2 separate regions of the Mus musculus genome follow, and region 1 is linked to region 2. Evidence: chromatin contacts called from public HiCAR-type data. All regions are on one chromosome and are shown on one strand. Each heading gives the region's core, a stretch centred on a gene start, on an enhancer-like site or on the middle of the called end of the contact. The rest is flanking DNA. Distances are from core to core; before and after follow the strand shown.

The links. HiCAR-type assays count read pairs that join an accessible place to other places.
Region 1: a HiCAR-type map of astrocytes shows a contact between it and region 2, with 14 times the contacts expected there. The contact joins the enhancer-like site here to the promoter of Lrp4 in region 2. A contact is called at or near these places in 18 of 39 promoter capture datasets (the C10 cell line, the HPC-7 cell line, HPC-7-derived erythroid cells and 12 more), 7 of 484 Hi-C or Micro-C datasets (bone marrow-derived macrophages, cerebral cortex, embryonic fibroblasts and 4 more), 28 of 115 datasets of contacts at active chromatin or transcription factors (the 230-238 cell line, astrocytes, bone marrow-derived macrophages and 17 more) and 3 of 9 other capture datasets (adipose tissue, liver and pancreatic islet).

What each region holds. Positions count from the first base shown.
Region 1 is chr2:91,327,514-91,335,058 of GRCm38.p6, reverse strand. The region is part of intron 3 of 1110051M20Rik (RIKEN cDNA 1110051M20 gene); the gene reads left to right. Among named protein-coding and RNA genes, the nearest start is that of Arfgap2, 66 kb to the right of the region's middle. Within about 2 kb of position 4,533, at least 29 of the 459 cell types and tissues checked have an H3K27ac peak or open chromatin away from gene starts, as enhancers often do. A contact at or near this core is called in astrocytes, embryonic fibroblasts, embryonic forebrain and 6 more, where this site is marked.
Region 2 is chr2:91,453,103-91,460,520 of GRCm38.p6, reverse strand. Lrp4 (low density lipoprotein receptor-related protein 4) reads right to left here and starts at 2,990. Exons shown (of 38, transcript NM_172668.3): 1 at 2,769-2,990. The coding sequence starts at 2,820.

The DNA of each region.
Region 1 (7,545 bases), core at 3,284-5,783, 130 kb after region 2:
GGGGGTCGAACTGGAGCCTCACAGAAGCACCAAACAAGCACCCTGGCTCAGAGTGCACCCAAGCCCTCTTCTTTTTCTTTTGAAACAGGGTCTTACTAAGTTTGCTTAAGTAGTTTTGAACTCATTCTGTACCTAACGCTGAACTTTAAATTCTCCTGTTCAAGCAGCTAGAATACCAGACCTTTGCTAGCAGGACTGGACAAGATCACCTCTCTACATAGTTTCATTGGCAGAACAAGGTGAACAAAAGCTGCTGGGATTAATAATCAGGAGTGGCCATGAGCCGTGCAGGAAGCACACAGTGGCCAGAGGCTCACTGCAAGTTCCAGGCCAGCCAGCTGCCTAGAGAGGCCCTGTCTTAAAAGGGAAGGGGAGGCCCACGGTACCATCGCCTTATCTTCCATGCTTCCCAGTTGACTGGCAGTGCTCGATCCCTGGGATTTAGCAGAGGATCCTCCTCTCTGTGCTTCAGTTTAGTCCTTCCTCACACAGCCAGGACTTCAAAGGATTCGTTCCCATTATAACAGCCAGTAGGAGATGTTTTTCTTTTCAAACATTCCCTTTTACAAACTTCCTTACATTTATTTGTGTGTAGATGTGGGGGGTGGGGGGTGGGTGTCACATGTGGATGTCAGAGGACATTCCCTTATGGTAATGTGGGTCCTTGGATTCAGCTTTGTTCATTAGTCTTAGCAGCAGAGCTTTTATACACTAAGCTGTCTCTACCCACTGAGCTGCCTCACAGGTCCCAATTTATTATTTTTTTTTAATTTTTAATTTACTTATTTATTTTTGTTTTTTCTTCGAGACAGGGTTTCTCTGTATAGCCCTGGCTGTTCTGGAGCTAACTCTGTAGACCAGGCTACCCTCGAACTCAGAAACCCACCTGCCTCTGCCTCCCAAGTGCTGAGATTAAAGGCATGCGCCACCACTGCCTGGCTCTGACTTATTTTCTTTAAGGCAAAATAAGAAATTTGGAGCTCTTGCTGTTTTTGCTTTGCCTTAAGATTTATTTGTTTGTTATTTACAAAACAAACAGTAAACTACTGGCTAACATACTCTGACATTCTCCTTGGTGTCTTTATACCTTTTGGATCCTGGCAAAATGTTAAAGCATTTAACACATCACCAGCTCATCTCCACGTCTTCAGATAGAAAGGCCGTCTGCCACAGTGTGGATTAAATCACATGAGGACACATGTATTGGAGATGATATTACTTAAGTCTGGCCATATGAACAGCATTACCCAATGCCCTTCCTTTCTCATCTTTAGTAGAATAGACAGTCAGTATGAGAGTGGATGAGGCACAGATCTATTTAATGGATGACACATTATCACTCTCTAGAAGAAATATATAGCATTTTATTTTGAGGGAATCCTCATACTGATTTACTTGGGACACTAAAGGCCCTGCAAGCCTAACCTCTGTAGGCCTAGTTTACAGAGAAGAGCCCTTTTACATAGCATTTTTTATTTGGCTCACTAACCTCTAATTCCTACTCACTTGCGGCTAGCTTTTAAAGAGGTGGTCAGTTCCCATGACTGCTAAATATCTCTCATTGCTTGAAGAGTGTTTGTGGGAGGTCTTGATCCAGGTTTTTGCATTTCCTGAGTGCACATTCTGGTTCAGTGCTTCTCCCCCCAGTCGTGGAAAGGTGGTAGTGGTTGTCTCAGAAAAGGGAAAAGGGGGTACTCACTACACAGTCCTCTGTGCTCCTGTGTACAGTGACCTTTGGAACAATAGCCTGAGTTCTTTCTCTTCACCACCATGATAGCCTTTGCCTTTTTTTTTTTTTTTTTTTTTTTTTTTTTTTTTTTTTTTTTTTTGAGACAGACGTCACTCTGCAGCCCTAGCTGGCCTGGAACTCACTCTGTAGACCAGGCTGGCTTTGAACTCGGAGAGATCCACCTGCCTTCATGCATGCTGATGTTACAGACATGCAGCATAATGTCTGTTCTTAGAGGCCCACTTAGCGCTGCCTGCCTTTGCTTTCTCCTGGCAGATGGAGAGAAATCGGTGTTGGTGGAGACAACACCTTCAAAACACATTTCTGTCAGTGTGATCATCCTATATTAAAGAAAGAACCAGAGGACGTGGGTCTAGACAACCCCAGAGCAACCTCATGGGGTCAGCAAGGTGTTTGCTTGAAGCACGATCACACTGTGACCTACGTGAGCTGCCTGTGCCCAGCCGCCATGTCTCTGCCTGTGGGAAGGGAACAGCCGCAGCAACCACTGCCTCCACGGAGGTTCGGGAGAAATCTAATGAGATAATGAACTCCATCCTACTTAATTCTCTTACAAGGGAGCATATTGTTGACTTTGAGGGGTCTGGCAATCTATTACCTCCTCAAATAGGACTATTGTGAAAAGCTAACCCACTGCCAAGAAGTAGCCATTGATTCTGTGGCTAGATCAGGCCCAGTGTAGGGAGGGGAAAGGAAAGGATTTTGATTTCTCTCTTGGAAGAGCTGTCATTAACTAGATAGATACAAAGCGCGTTCTTTCTCTCTCTCTCTCTCTCTCTCTCTTTCTCTCTCTCTCTCTCTCTCTCTTTCTCATCAGAACAGAATGTCATTGATGCTCATTTTGAGAGAATATTAGGTTCAGTCTCAGTCAGATATTTATTCTCTCTCTCTCTCTCTCTCTCTCTCTCTCTCTCTCTCTCTCGCTCGCTCTCAGATAATAGGACCTTACTCTTTAGCCCAGGATGGCATTGAACTCACTGCAGTTCTCTTGCCTTAGGCTCTTATGGTCTTGTTTGTTTGTTTTTGTTGTTTTAATTTACTTTTTTATGTGTGTTGGTGTTTTGTCTGTCCATATGTCTATTTGTGGGTGCCAGATACCCCAGTACTGAAATTAGAGACAGTTGTGAGCCACCATGTGGGTGCTCAAAATTGAACCAGGGTCCTCAGGAGAGAAGCCAGAGCTTTTAACCACTGAGTCAGTCTCTCCAGCCCCCTGGGATTAGGCTCTTGAAAGGATTGCAGGCACGATCCCCAACATCTTTTCTTCTCATGCCTTCTCTCCTCTTCTCCCGGCTCCTTCTCTACTTCTTTTAATTTTTGGACATAGCAAACTCAGACTCACACAACTCAGACTGGCTATTTTACCAAGTATGGCCTTGAACTCCTGATTCTAGTTCCCAAGTACTGGGATCTCAGCCTGTGCCACCACACTCAGCTAGAACATGCATTTTCAGTGGGGGCAGTATTACCTCCAGCAGGACAGAAGATGGTTTCTTTAGTGATTAAGAAGGGGGGGGTTGTTATAGTTTGGGATGTAGCTAGGAAACACATATCCAATGGGGTTGAGGGTAAAGATGACACAGCAAGGTTGAAGAGCATCCCTGTGGTCTAGAACAAGCATGTAGATGTCAGTTCCTCTTTCTGAGCTGTTTTCCCTGTGCCTAGGCAAGCTGCAGATTGTCAGGTCTGATGCAAATTGCTATTGATTATTACGTTCTTCTAAAAGGAACTGAGTTCAGAGAGAACTTAAAAGAAGATGAAATTTGTCCCCTAAGGGGTAAAGATTTCAGACAATCAACTTAAACATAAAACCTACCCGTTAGAACCAATACTTCATGCTTAAATAAAATGTGGTTAAATCTTTAATGTAGGAGGTTTCTTTCTTCTCTTGCCTCTTCAGCCGTATACAGCACATCAAGGGTAGAGATGATCTTCAAAGTGCTTCAAAGAAGAAGCCAGATCTGGAGAAAGAAGAGGGTGCGGTTCCCAAAGGCAGGGCAGGCATAATTGTCTAAACAGTGACAGAAAGCGGGCAGCGTGAGAGGAGAGTGGGAGTGGACATTTAGGAAATGTTGCTGTTGTTGCTTGTGTTACACACATTTATACATCAGAAGTAGGTCCCCTCCTGCCCCCACCATTTGTCTTCTGTAGTTTCAAACACTTAGAATGGGTGAGGCAGCTCAAGACTCACTCAGTCAGCACTGTAAAACTTGGGAGAGACCTGTGGCCGGTTAGGCTTAGCAGCCCTGAAACAACAGGATATTAGAAATAGTTCCCCTACCCTTTGGTCTTCCGTACCAGTGTAGCCAGCTGTTGTCTCCTTTTCCTGGGTAACTCGAAGGGAGAGAAACAGCAATGGTTTCCTGCACCTGCCTGTTTCACAGGCTTGTTTGGAAATATTCTTTCTCCAAGCTAGGTGTGACAAGCACAGGGCTGCTGGGCAGAAATTCAGCCAGATCCCCGTCTGCTGATCTCTTAGATCCTATTTGAAGATGGGATAAATTCTAGAGAGGCCTTCAGTTCTTGACACCACTCCTCTCCCTAACTCCCAAATCTGCCAAACTGTCCATTACAGCAACCTCAGATCCCACCAGCTTCTCTTTGCTACCCATGGGTGGGTGTAACCCAACCTCCTCACATCATGGCGAGCAGCTGGGCTTCTCTCTGCCCCATTACATTGCAGACATTCTTTTCACATCATTTTGTCCTCTCCACTGCATTCTCTCCACTTGGCCTCATTCCCTCTGTGCAAACTTCAGTTTCAAGGGACAGGAGTTTGCCAAGGAGATGCTGGCAGAGGGAGTCCCATTCCCCACTTTCTATCTGAAGAGCCCAGTGTCACTCATTAGCATATGAGAAGAATGGTTGTAAATAAACATCAAATGAGGTTAACGAGCTACAGCACATCAATATTAATGAAGTCCACCTCACAGACTCAAGAGGTACCGAGGGCAATCACAAGAAGCGGTTTCATAAAGCCCCGATTACAGGGCAAGAAGGGTTAGATTCAGCCCTTAGGAATGTTGGTCATTTCATGACCCCAGGAATGCTGCAGAGGAAGGCTGTCTGATATCAGATCTATGCTTGCAAGCCCCCTTGCATTCAGATGGCATCTGTTTGTCTCAACAGGTGGCAGCCTAGACAGAAGGGCTGTGCCTGCAAGGCCAGAATCTGGGGTGGGAATATTCCAAGTCAAAAATGAGGTCTCAGGCAATCCGGCCGTTGAGCTCACATTATTCCAACCATGTGAGCTCACATTTAGCCAGTAGCTCGTGGAAACCAAACTTTTGTTTCTAAAGTCCTATAACACCTATGAGCTTGGTCGCCTCAGCTCAATAGAGACTTTCCCCATGTTATGCCGTTTATGTGCCAGCCACTACTTGGATCTCCCACACATCCGTGTTTGGTTGCTGTACCCATAATTAGAAGTCAGAACGTTAAGCACAGCGATGTTTTGTGGAGCACTTACCGTGTTCCAGGCAATATACTGAATGGCTTGGGTGTATTTATATACTCCTCACAATCATCCCATGAGGATATTCTCATTTTGTAAATGAGAAGATTGAAGCTCACTGATTTCAAGGGCCTAAGACCACACTTCTGACAAATGACCTCAGAGGAGCTCAGACCTAGAGCTGTGTGACCTCACTAGCCTCTGTAGCAGCTTGGAGTCAGTCACAGAAGCAGCCTAAGCTTTCACGCCTCTCTTTCTTAAGGTGCAGCTCCCTCTCTGGTAACAGAGTCAGAAGACTTAGAGCTGTGGTCAAGACCCCTTTGGAAAACCTCTGTCTCCAAAAATACTTACATTACAATTCATAACAGTAGCCAAATTGCAGTTATAAAGTAGCTATGAAGATAATTTTTATGGCTGGTGGGGGGCGGTCACCACAACATGAGGAATTGGCTGTATTAAAGGAAGGTTGAGAACTGCTGCTGTAGAAACACATCTTTGAAATTTTTGGTTTTGTTTTGCCTTTCAAAACAGGGTTTCTCTGTATAGCCCTGGCTGTCCTGAAACTCACTCTGTAGACCAGGCTGGCCTGGAACTCAGAGACATGCCTGCCTCTGCCTCCCAAGTACTGGGATTAAAGGCGTGAATCACCAATACAGCCTGGCTGAAATTATTTTTGTAAGAGGAAGATTTTATTAAACGTGGTTTTCTTAATAATATAAATTTTGAGTCAGAAGGATATGCATTTTAAAAGTGTGGTGCGTGTGCATGTGTGTGTGTGTGTGTGTGTGTGTGTGTGTGTGTGTGTGTGTGTGTGTTGGGTGACACTGATACTGACTTATCCACCTGTCCCACCACTTCCTTTATGACTAGGCATATACCTTTATGACTAGGCATATACCTTTATGACTAGGCATATACCTGTATGAAGTCAATAGCAATGAGACAAGCCACCTGTTCTGCTCACCTCCTGGCGATCCTTAGCCTGTAATCGGAGTCTCATCACAGTGTGAACAACTGAGAGCCTGCTCTGTTGTGTCAGGTTCATACTGCAGCCTCTTTGTAACTCCCCTCAAAACAGGAAAAAGAACCTGATGCTTCATCCCTGGTTATTTTTAAAGAGGAACTCAGTGAAAGGACGAGGGCAAAGGTTGCTGTCTGTCTTGTGCCGCACTTCTGCAGACCTCAGGGCCCTTGCTCACTGACGTCCACTTCAGCAGAGCTGCCAGAACTGTCTCCACAGACTGCCCAGAGCTCACCCGTACAGGAGCCCGTCCTGCCACCAAGGTAACCAAGACTAGGAAGCAATTGAAACTGTGCCTTCCTTTCCCAGGCCTGTGGCTGTCAGCTTGCTCAGAATGAGGCAGACTGATGACTTTGTCTTCTTACCCGCACAGTTCTCATTTGAGCCTGGTCACATGGCTGTGCCTTCTGGTGGCCAAACAAGGATACGCTGTTTCCATTCTTTGCACCCTGGGTTTGGCCTGGCCATCTTTAGATGAAACCATTGGGACCCCCAAACCTTGAAGCTTTTCCAAGGACAAATTGCATGCAGAGGTGGAAGGAGGAGCCAAGCTGTGCAGTGGAGCAGCAATGGTGTGCAGTCGGATGCCTGAAAGAGCCAGGGGGTTAGTTCACTGCTGCTCTGAATACTCGGGCACACCAGCAAACTCAGATTAATAGGCTGTTTATTCTTCAGCATGTTCCTGGAATCAAAGGCTCTGGATGGGATTATTAAAGAGTGTTTGAGAGAGCTCCCTGGAACCCTCCTCCTGGGCTCCGCTCACTGAAGAGGAACGATTGAGGTCTTTCATTTCCTGGGCAGCATCTTTCTTGCTCAGTGCTCACTGCAGCGGAAAGGTCTGCAGTAGCTTTGTTAGAAGCACAGTCTTTGTTCCGTCCTTATGAAGTCCATTACCTACAGCACCTTGGTCCACTAACTCTAATCATTTAATGTTCTGGCCTCAAGCTGCCTGAAACTGATGAATGTAGTCCGTGCTATCTCAGCAAGTGGTTTTGTTTTAGCTTTTGTCTCTATTGGACAACAATTCCATGTTTGGACATTATTTTTATTTCTAAAATCATTGTTTAAATGAAATTTTCCAGGAAGAAAGACTTAGTCATATGTACTGTATTTTGTGAAGCAATGGAGGCAGAAGGGCATATGTTTTTTTAATTCCCCTGGAATTAAATTTTCTTTAGACCTTGGGGTTGAAGTATGTTGAATTATGAAAGTAAATCAAATAGTGAATTTTCCCCTCTAATCCCACCCCTGCAGCAGAGGTTTATATTGATTATAAAAAGGGGGAAGGGGCTTGCTTCTCTACAATCCCTCCTATTCCCC
Region 2 (7,418 bases), core at 1,741-4,240:
AACTCACAAGGTATCTGAGAATAACCATGAACTTCTAAACCTCTTGCTTTCACCTACTAAGTGCTGGGAGTGAAATAGGTTTTTGTGTGGTTTGTTTTGTTTTGTTTTGTTTTTGAGAAAAGGGTCTTGCTGTCTAGTCTGGAATGACTTCAAATTACGCAACCCAGACTGACCTCATCCTTGCTTAACAACTCTTGCCTCAGTCGCCCAAGTGTTAGCTAGCATCACAGAGATAAGCACCATGCTTAGCTATTTTACCTCCACTTTGTGTGTGTGTGGCTGTGCACCACATGTGTGGAGTACTTGAAGCGGCCAGAAGAGGGCGTCAGATTCCCTGGAACCAAAGTTACACATCCCGGAGCTGCCAAGTATGAGATGGGAATGAAACCCAGGTCATCTGGAGGAACATGCAGTGCTTTAACCGCTGAGCCATGTCTCTGGCCACATCCTTCTAAATTCTGAACAGTGGATTGTGATCTAGGCTAACACCAAGTGGAGAGGCTCTAGGGAAATCCTGAGAGGATCAATAAAATCTAAACTAACACCTTGGTCTGGTATTGAATTCACTCCTAGCTGAGGTTGTCTGTGTAAGTAACACACAGCAGCTTTCAGAAGCACCTCTTCAGGACCTGAACTTAGTACTAGGGATCTTACTGGGATTTGTGGGGGGTGGTGGTTACAGACTCTGCAACTGCTCTACCTCATTGTGACTCTGTCTTCTATAAGGTCACCAAGGATGGCTCAGTATTAAGCCCTGCAAAGCACAAAATTTTCCTACCTCTGCCTACTCCGTATGCACAGGAAGTCTCAACTTAGAAATTTCTATTAAACCTTCTCCTTTAAAAATGAACCTCAACTAGTTACTGAGAACCCTCTAATGTTGTTTTTTTTTTTTTCTTTCCCACTGCAAAACATTAAGAATCCACGATTCTCTGCTCCTGTTCTCACCCCCATCCTCCATTGCAAATGTAATGTACGCAATTTTGACAGCAGCTCTGGAGCAGTGAATTCCTCTTGGCGAGTCTCAGTCCGGAACCTTCCAGCTCCCCCTTCCCTGGGGCAGAAGGCGACAATCTCCTCTTTGGCTTTGTTGGTATCCGTTTTAGCCCCCACCCCACCCCCCTTTTCCTAGTGCCTAGCTATTTCCCTTGATCTTTTTCAAAACTTCCTCCAGGGGGCCGAGAGGAAAGTTCCATCCCCTTCCCTTGAAACCCGAAGGGGGGAAACCCCCCAAAAGCATAGCTGTCCCTTTAAGGGGCCCATGTGGTGGGAAGAACAGTTACATTCCTACCCCAGTAGGGCTGCTGTCCTAACACGCCGAAGAGGCTACAAATAACCTTCGAGGAGAGAGCCCGAGAGGGGGAGAACGAGGCGCGAAGAGGAACGTGGGTCGGCCAGACTACCAGTCGGAGAGAAAAGACTCGGTCGGCGTTAGATACCACATGGAAAAAGCCATTGAAAACCCACGAGCGGTTTAAATAGCAGACACCAGAACTTTGTTTTGGACTCGGGAGCTAAAACAATCTTTAAAACAAGTGCCCAGACAGCTCCACACCCTGCCAGGCAAGTTCCGAAATCTGCACTTTCCACACGAGCTCCTCCATGTGAAAGAAAGAACCCGTGAATCGCCAGGATCTGCAGACCGCTCTTTCTGAACCCCACCCCCTCGTCCCGCAGCCAGGGAATCGAAGAACTGGATCTCCCCCACGTGGAAAAGCCGGCGGGTGAATATAGTTGAGAGTTCAAAGATCGATCTTTGATCTTTGGGCACAAACTCAGAGGCAGCTGCTAAATCTCCGGGTGCACCCACGTTCCCAAGCTGCTGCAGAGAAGCAGATTCCACTGCAGTCCTAAGTAGACATAACAGTTGCGTCCGGGCACCGAACACGTTATTAATAAGGAGCAGATGAAGCAGCAGTGCCGCTGCCATCCGCCCAGCTCCCCGGAGGCCAAGGCCCCACTGCACGGGTCGCGAGGCTGCCTTTGGAAGTTCCCAAAGAACGCGCCCCTGCGCTTTACCCGGGCCAGAACCGATCTGAGGGAGCTTTCCAGCAGTTTCTTCCCAAAGTTCCTCCCCAACCTCTTTTCCATCGCTGTTCCCCACCCCTCCCTTGGGGAGGATCCGGGGCAGGAAGCTGATTGGCCGCAGCCAGGAGAGGGAACCCAAAACTCCACTTAGGGGAGATGCTGCACGCAAGTATGAACCAAGGACCCTCAGAGAGAGCAGGGTTTCGAGTCCGAGAAATTGCTCCCCAAGTCCATGAATCCCGGATGCTCAAGTAACTCAGATTCAGCTGGGCCCCTCTCCGCAATCCACCCAAGATCCCCCAGTCCCTGGAAAGAGAACTGTTTACAATTTATGGGTTTAGCGACCATCCTCCCCGCCTTCCTTTCTTTGCACACATTCATTCGCACGCACCAGGGACACAGAAGCCCTGCCTTAACCTGAAAGGGAACCCGCCCCTGGCTCGTTAAAGAGCAGCGATGGAAGCCGAGAGAGCGTCTTGGGTCTTCTTCCACCCGGCCCAGACTACAGCGGGGACGAGTCCCACCACCGCTGTCCCCTCTCGTGCTAGAAGAGCTGCGGGGGCTGCTATTGCTTTCCTCCGCTCGCTCTGCCAGGGTTGGTGCTCGAAGTGAGCTCGAGGGTGGGACTTCAGGCCCCAGCCTCACGGTCCCACTCCCAGGAGGCGAGTCCTGCAGCGACCAGTCTCAGGGACAAACTTTCCCGGTGGCCCGGTCGGCGCGGGCGCTGCGACGCCGCTTACCGTGTGCGCAGAGCAGGGCGCCAAGCAGCAGCGCGCCCCACCACCGCCTCATGGTGCTGCGGCCGCCGCCGGCGTTCCCTGCCGGCCCGGGGGTCCCGCGGGCTCCCAAGGGACGCCGGGGCGGAGAGAATCAGCGGAGGGTTCCCCCGGGTTGAAAAGCGTCCCGGGTCCAGCTCGGCCGGCGCGCCCTGCAAGTCGCCCTCCGGGCTGCTGCTGCCTCCTGTACTGCCGGAGTTGAAGCCGCCCCGCCAGGGGACCGGGAGGGGGTGTCCCGAGCCTGGCCGCCCCGCCTCCCGCGTCTCGGCCCCCGCCACCACCACCCCGCCTGGTCCCGCCCCCGGCTCTGGCCCGGCCCCTTCCCGCCCTCTGCCCTCGCCCCCCAGTCCCAGGACCCCACCCGCCTGTGCCTCTTGCGCTCGCCTTAGCTCCTACTCAGTCTGCCCTAACATTCCTAGCCTTCCGGAGAGAGCCCCTTATCTGTCCCCATTACTGCGACTCAAATATCCCCAGCTTAAACAGAAAATTATCGTACTGGCAACTCTCAGCCTGGGTTCATTATCGGTCCACACTAGGGAGGAGCACCCGTGCTGACCCAAGTCGCCTGGGCGTGACCCCGGCCCCCCTACCAGCTCCAACTCCAGACTTTATTGTGATGTTTCAAAAATATGCAAGGCTTGCTAGAGCATAATTCTCTCGGCCTTTATTGACACCAAACAAGGGACATCAGGGGGCCTACAGTGTTGTGTCTCAACTAGTGTTCTCACTGTCAAAAATCCCTATTCTGAAGTTTTTCTTCTTGCACCCCAGCCCCTCCCCCGGTCTAGGCAGTGTTGTTCTTGGGCTAAATAATTCGGCGACCTCCCCTTTTCATTTATTCATTTCCTGAGGTGAAGTTGTCTGGGTCCTGTCTCCCCAGTTCAAATGCCCAGATTTGGCCCAGACAATCTCAGTTCCTCCATACTGTCTGTGAATGAGCCCCTTCACCATCCTTGACTTTCTGATCCTGGCAAGAAAGGGGTAGGGGGTAAGGAAATAAGTCAGTACTTAGAGTTGCACTCTGCCAAGAAGACCTGGGCCTTCTTTCGGCTCCTGTTTGTAAGGCTTTCCAGCAGTATGAAACGTTTGGATTACGACATAAACTTCTAATCCACTCTCGATGTTATCTCTGTGGTCTTCCCCACCCTCCGCCCCTTGAATACTAGTAGTTATTTGTTCATCTTGCTGCCTCCTGTGTTCCCAGGTTGTTTTGTTGCTTTTTGCTTACACCCCCTAACTTTCTTAGGGCCTGATATATTACTTTCCCCTCAGACCTGGCCTGCCAACATTGTTTGGCTTTCATTCATCTTATCCTGGACTTAGCTGGGAGAGAAGTAATTTGGTATAGTGCAAAGTGGATATTAGGCAATTTCTCCAAATGGATAGGTTGACGTTTCATCCTTGCTTGTTTTCCATTTTTCAAAATTTTCGTTTTAAATTGCCATCTTTGACCAAAGCTAACATTAAGCATACTTTGTGAAAGCTACAATAACAGAAAAATATGACATTAATTTATTCTGTGCTTTATGGTGTTCCCCCCTTCCCCTCACCCCCGAAATTTTTGCCTATCTATCAGTGGCAACTTGGTTGAACCAAGTTCCTGCATCACCATGGTAACTAATGCCTAGCTATTTTCTGGCTGTGTAATTTTTCCTGGAACCTGAAGGCGGCAGTAGAATCAGATGAGGTTTACGTGGGTTGAGAGCTTAGGAAAGAGTGGATTTCTCTGGCTTGTGTGGCAAGGTCAGTCACTTTAGTCTGATGTAGAAGGAGAGAAACGTGAAGGCCAATTTCTCAACTGCCCCTACCTTTCTGATTCAATTCCCCATTGCCTTCAGGATTTCAATGCATGCTGCTTAGGAAGACTTTTAAACTGAGAGAAAAAGATCTTGTGATTCTGGAGACCACATTTTGTTCCAAGTGACTACCAGGGATGCGATATAATGAATACATTCCCCCAAAAAAATAAAAATCCAGGACAGACGGTCCCCATTCTTTCGATATCAGGGGATTAAGAATTTATGAACAGTTTCCACTCTGTATGCAAAGGACAGTTTCCTTTCTAGAGGAATGATTGTTGTCGTTTTCGAGGGATTGGAAAGGAAGCAGGGGACTGGCAGTCCCTGTCTGACTGGGGGCGGGGGGAGGAGAGAGAGACTGCATTTTCAGTGTGCATCCCCAGCCCTTTGCCATGCTTCAGCATGGTGCTGGTGTCAGAGCCATCCTTGGCCACTGGGAATCCCTGGGAATATCAATGGGTAGAAACTAACTTTGCCTGGGTCACCCCCTAGGGTGAGTTAAGTCTTGGCTGTCAGAGACTGTTCTTATGCCAGGAGGAGTAAGCCATATTTATTTTTACCAGGCCTCTCAGACTTTCTTGTTTGGAGTGAGAGATCCTGAAAACCATGCCAGAATGGGCTGTTTGTCTCCCTTTATTGTCCTTTGGGACATGTCCCTAGAAAATTGGTAGAGAACTGCCAATTCCTGAGGGGTCTCAGAGGCATTGGTTTCCTCAGAAACACCAGCCCCTTTCCTTCATCCTTCTAGGACAATCCAGGGAACTGAATTTCCACGATCACAATATTGCCTTACACCACACCATCACTAATGACCCTTTCAAAGGAAACACGGGGGTGCTACGGAAACAAGCTAGAAGGGGGCATGGTTTTGATCCAACTAGGGCAGGAGAATTCTTGTAACCCAGGCATCACTCAACAATTTAATTTCTAAGTACAATTCTTCTAAAAGTGATAAAAGCTTGAAGCTTCACATCTTAAGACATTAAATCAGGAGTGACTTTGCAAGCATGGGGCAGCAGCTGTAGGCATTTTTGAAAGTGGGTACCATTAGCATCTCGTGGGTTAAGTGAAGCCAGGTTTGCTGGTGAACATCCTATAATGAACAGGATATTCCCCAATAAGAAGACTTGCCAGCCTAACTAGTAAGTGGTGCTGAGCTTGGGAAACTCCTTTACAAGACCGAGAATTCAAATGTGCAAATGAGCCTCTTCATCTTTGTGAGCTCACTATCTTATTGAAAGCAATACAAGTAGAGGGGGAAGTCCTGGATTTTTTCCCCCAGGTGCTATGGGTGTGATGGTTTATGCGTGTTATCGCAGCACTAGGGAGGCTGATGTAAGAGGACTTGCAAATTGATGGCTGATCTGTGCTACACAGCAAGTTCTTAGACTAGCCTGGACTCCAGTGTAAATCACTAAAAGGCTGGTCCTATAACTATCTTCCAACTTAGGCTTATTTCATATTCATTCCCACAGTAATCTATTTATTAAGGATGGCTTATGTCAGGTACTATGGAGACAGTGATGAACAGATATATTGGGATCTCTGGAATTTATAATCTAATGGTCCTGAGGGGCTTTGTTTGCAATACAAGAATAATCCCAGAGATTAATTTAAAGTTAAATAATAGAGGGATCAAAGAAAAATGCAGGGTTCTATGACACAGAGACCTGGTTTAGATGTGGAGGTTAGAAGTATTAATACCTAAGGTGTCATCAGAGAGGCTGAGTAGAGCAAGGTTCAGTGGTAGAGCACTTGTCTAGCATTCAAGATGCACTGGATTAGATCACAACAAAGAGGAAAAGGAAGAAGGAGTCGCTGAGTTATAAGTAGCTGAGGTTGGTCTTCTGGGGCAGAAGAAACGATATGTGCAAAGACCCAGAGCCAGAGAAAGACCCATAAAACTTACCGGAAACGTATTACAGGCTTCAGAAATGGCTCAAGGGTTAAGAACACTGGCTGCTCTTTAAGGATCTAGGTTTAATTTTCAGCACCTACATCTCAGCTCACAAACATCTATAACTCCAATCCTAGGACCTAATGCCCTCTTCTGGCGTCCATGTGTACCAGGCATGCACTTAGTGCATCGATGTACATGCTGGCAAAACACTCATATATATATGGAGATAATTTTTTTTTAAAATTGAAAAAAGTTTCATAAACATAAAAATGGCAGAGCTTTTATTTATGTTGCGGGGGGGAGTTGTCTAGTTTTTTGTTTTTTTTAATCAATTTGACACAAACTTAGAGTTACTTGGAAAGAGGGAACCTTTTTTTTTTTCTTTTTTCTTTTTCTTTTTCTTTTTTGGTTAATGATTGATGAGGATGGCCCAGCCTCTACGGGTGGTGTTGCTCTGGACAGGTAGTCCTGAGTTATATAAGAAAGCAAAGTGAGCCAGCCCTTAAGCAGGCTGTTTTTCTGTTTTTTTTTTTTGGTTTTTTTGTTTTTTTGTTTTTTTCCTCTTGTGGGCTCAGCTTTAGTTTCTGTCGTGAGTTCCTGTTTTGGCTTCCCTCAATGGTTGACTGTAATCTGTAAGCCTAAGAAACTCTTTCTTTGGTCACCAAAATAGGTTTTTGGTCAGAGTTTTTTTGTGTGTGTGTTTTGTTTTTTTTTTTTTTCAGCAACAGAAAGCAAACTAGGCAGAGGCACCTACTAGATCCTGGGAGCAGTGGGCGTCTCAGAGGACAGTATCTCTGCAACGCTCTGCTCGTATGTTAGTTTGGTTTTGGGTTAATAGGGGTCTCGTATAGCATCTACTAGTTGAATTCATCATGAAACCAAAGATGACTTTGAACTCCTAATTCTCCTGCCTCC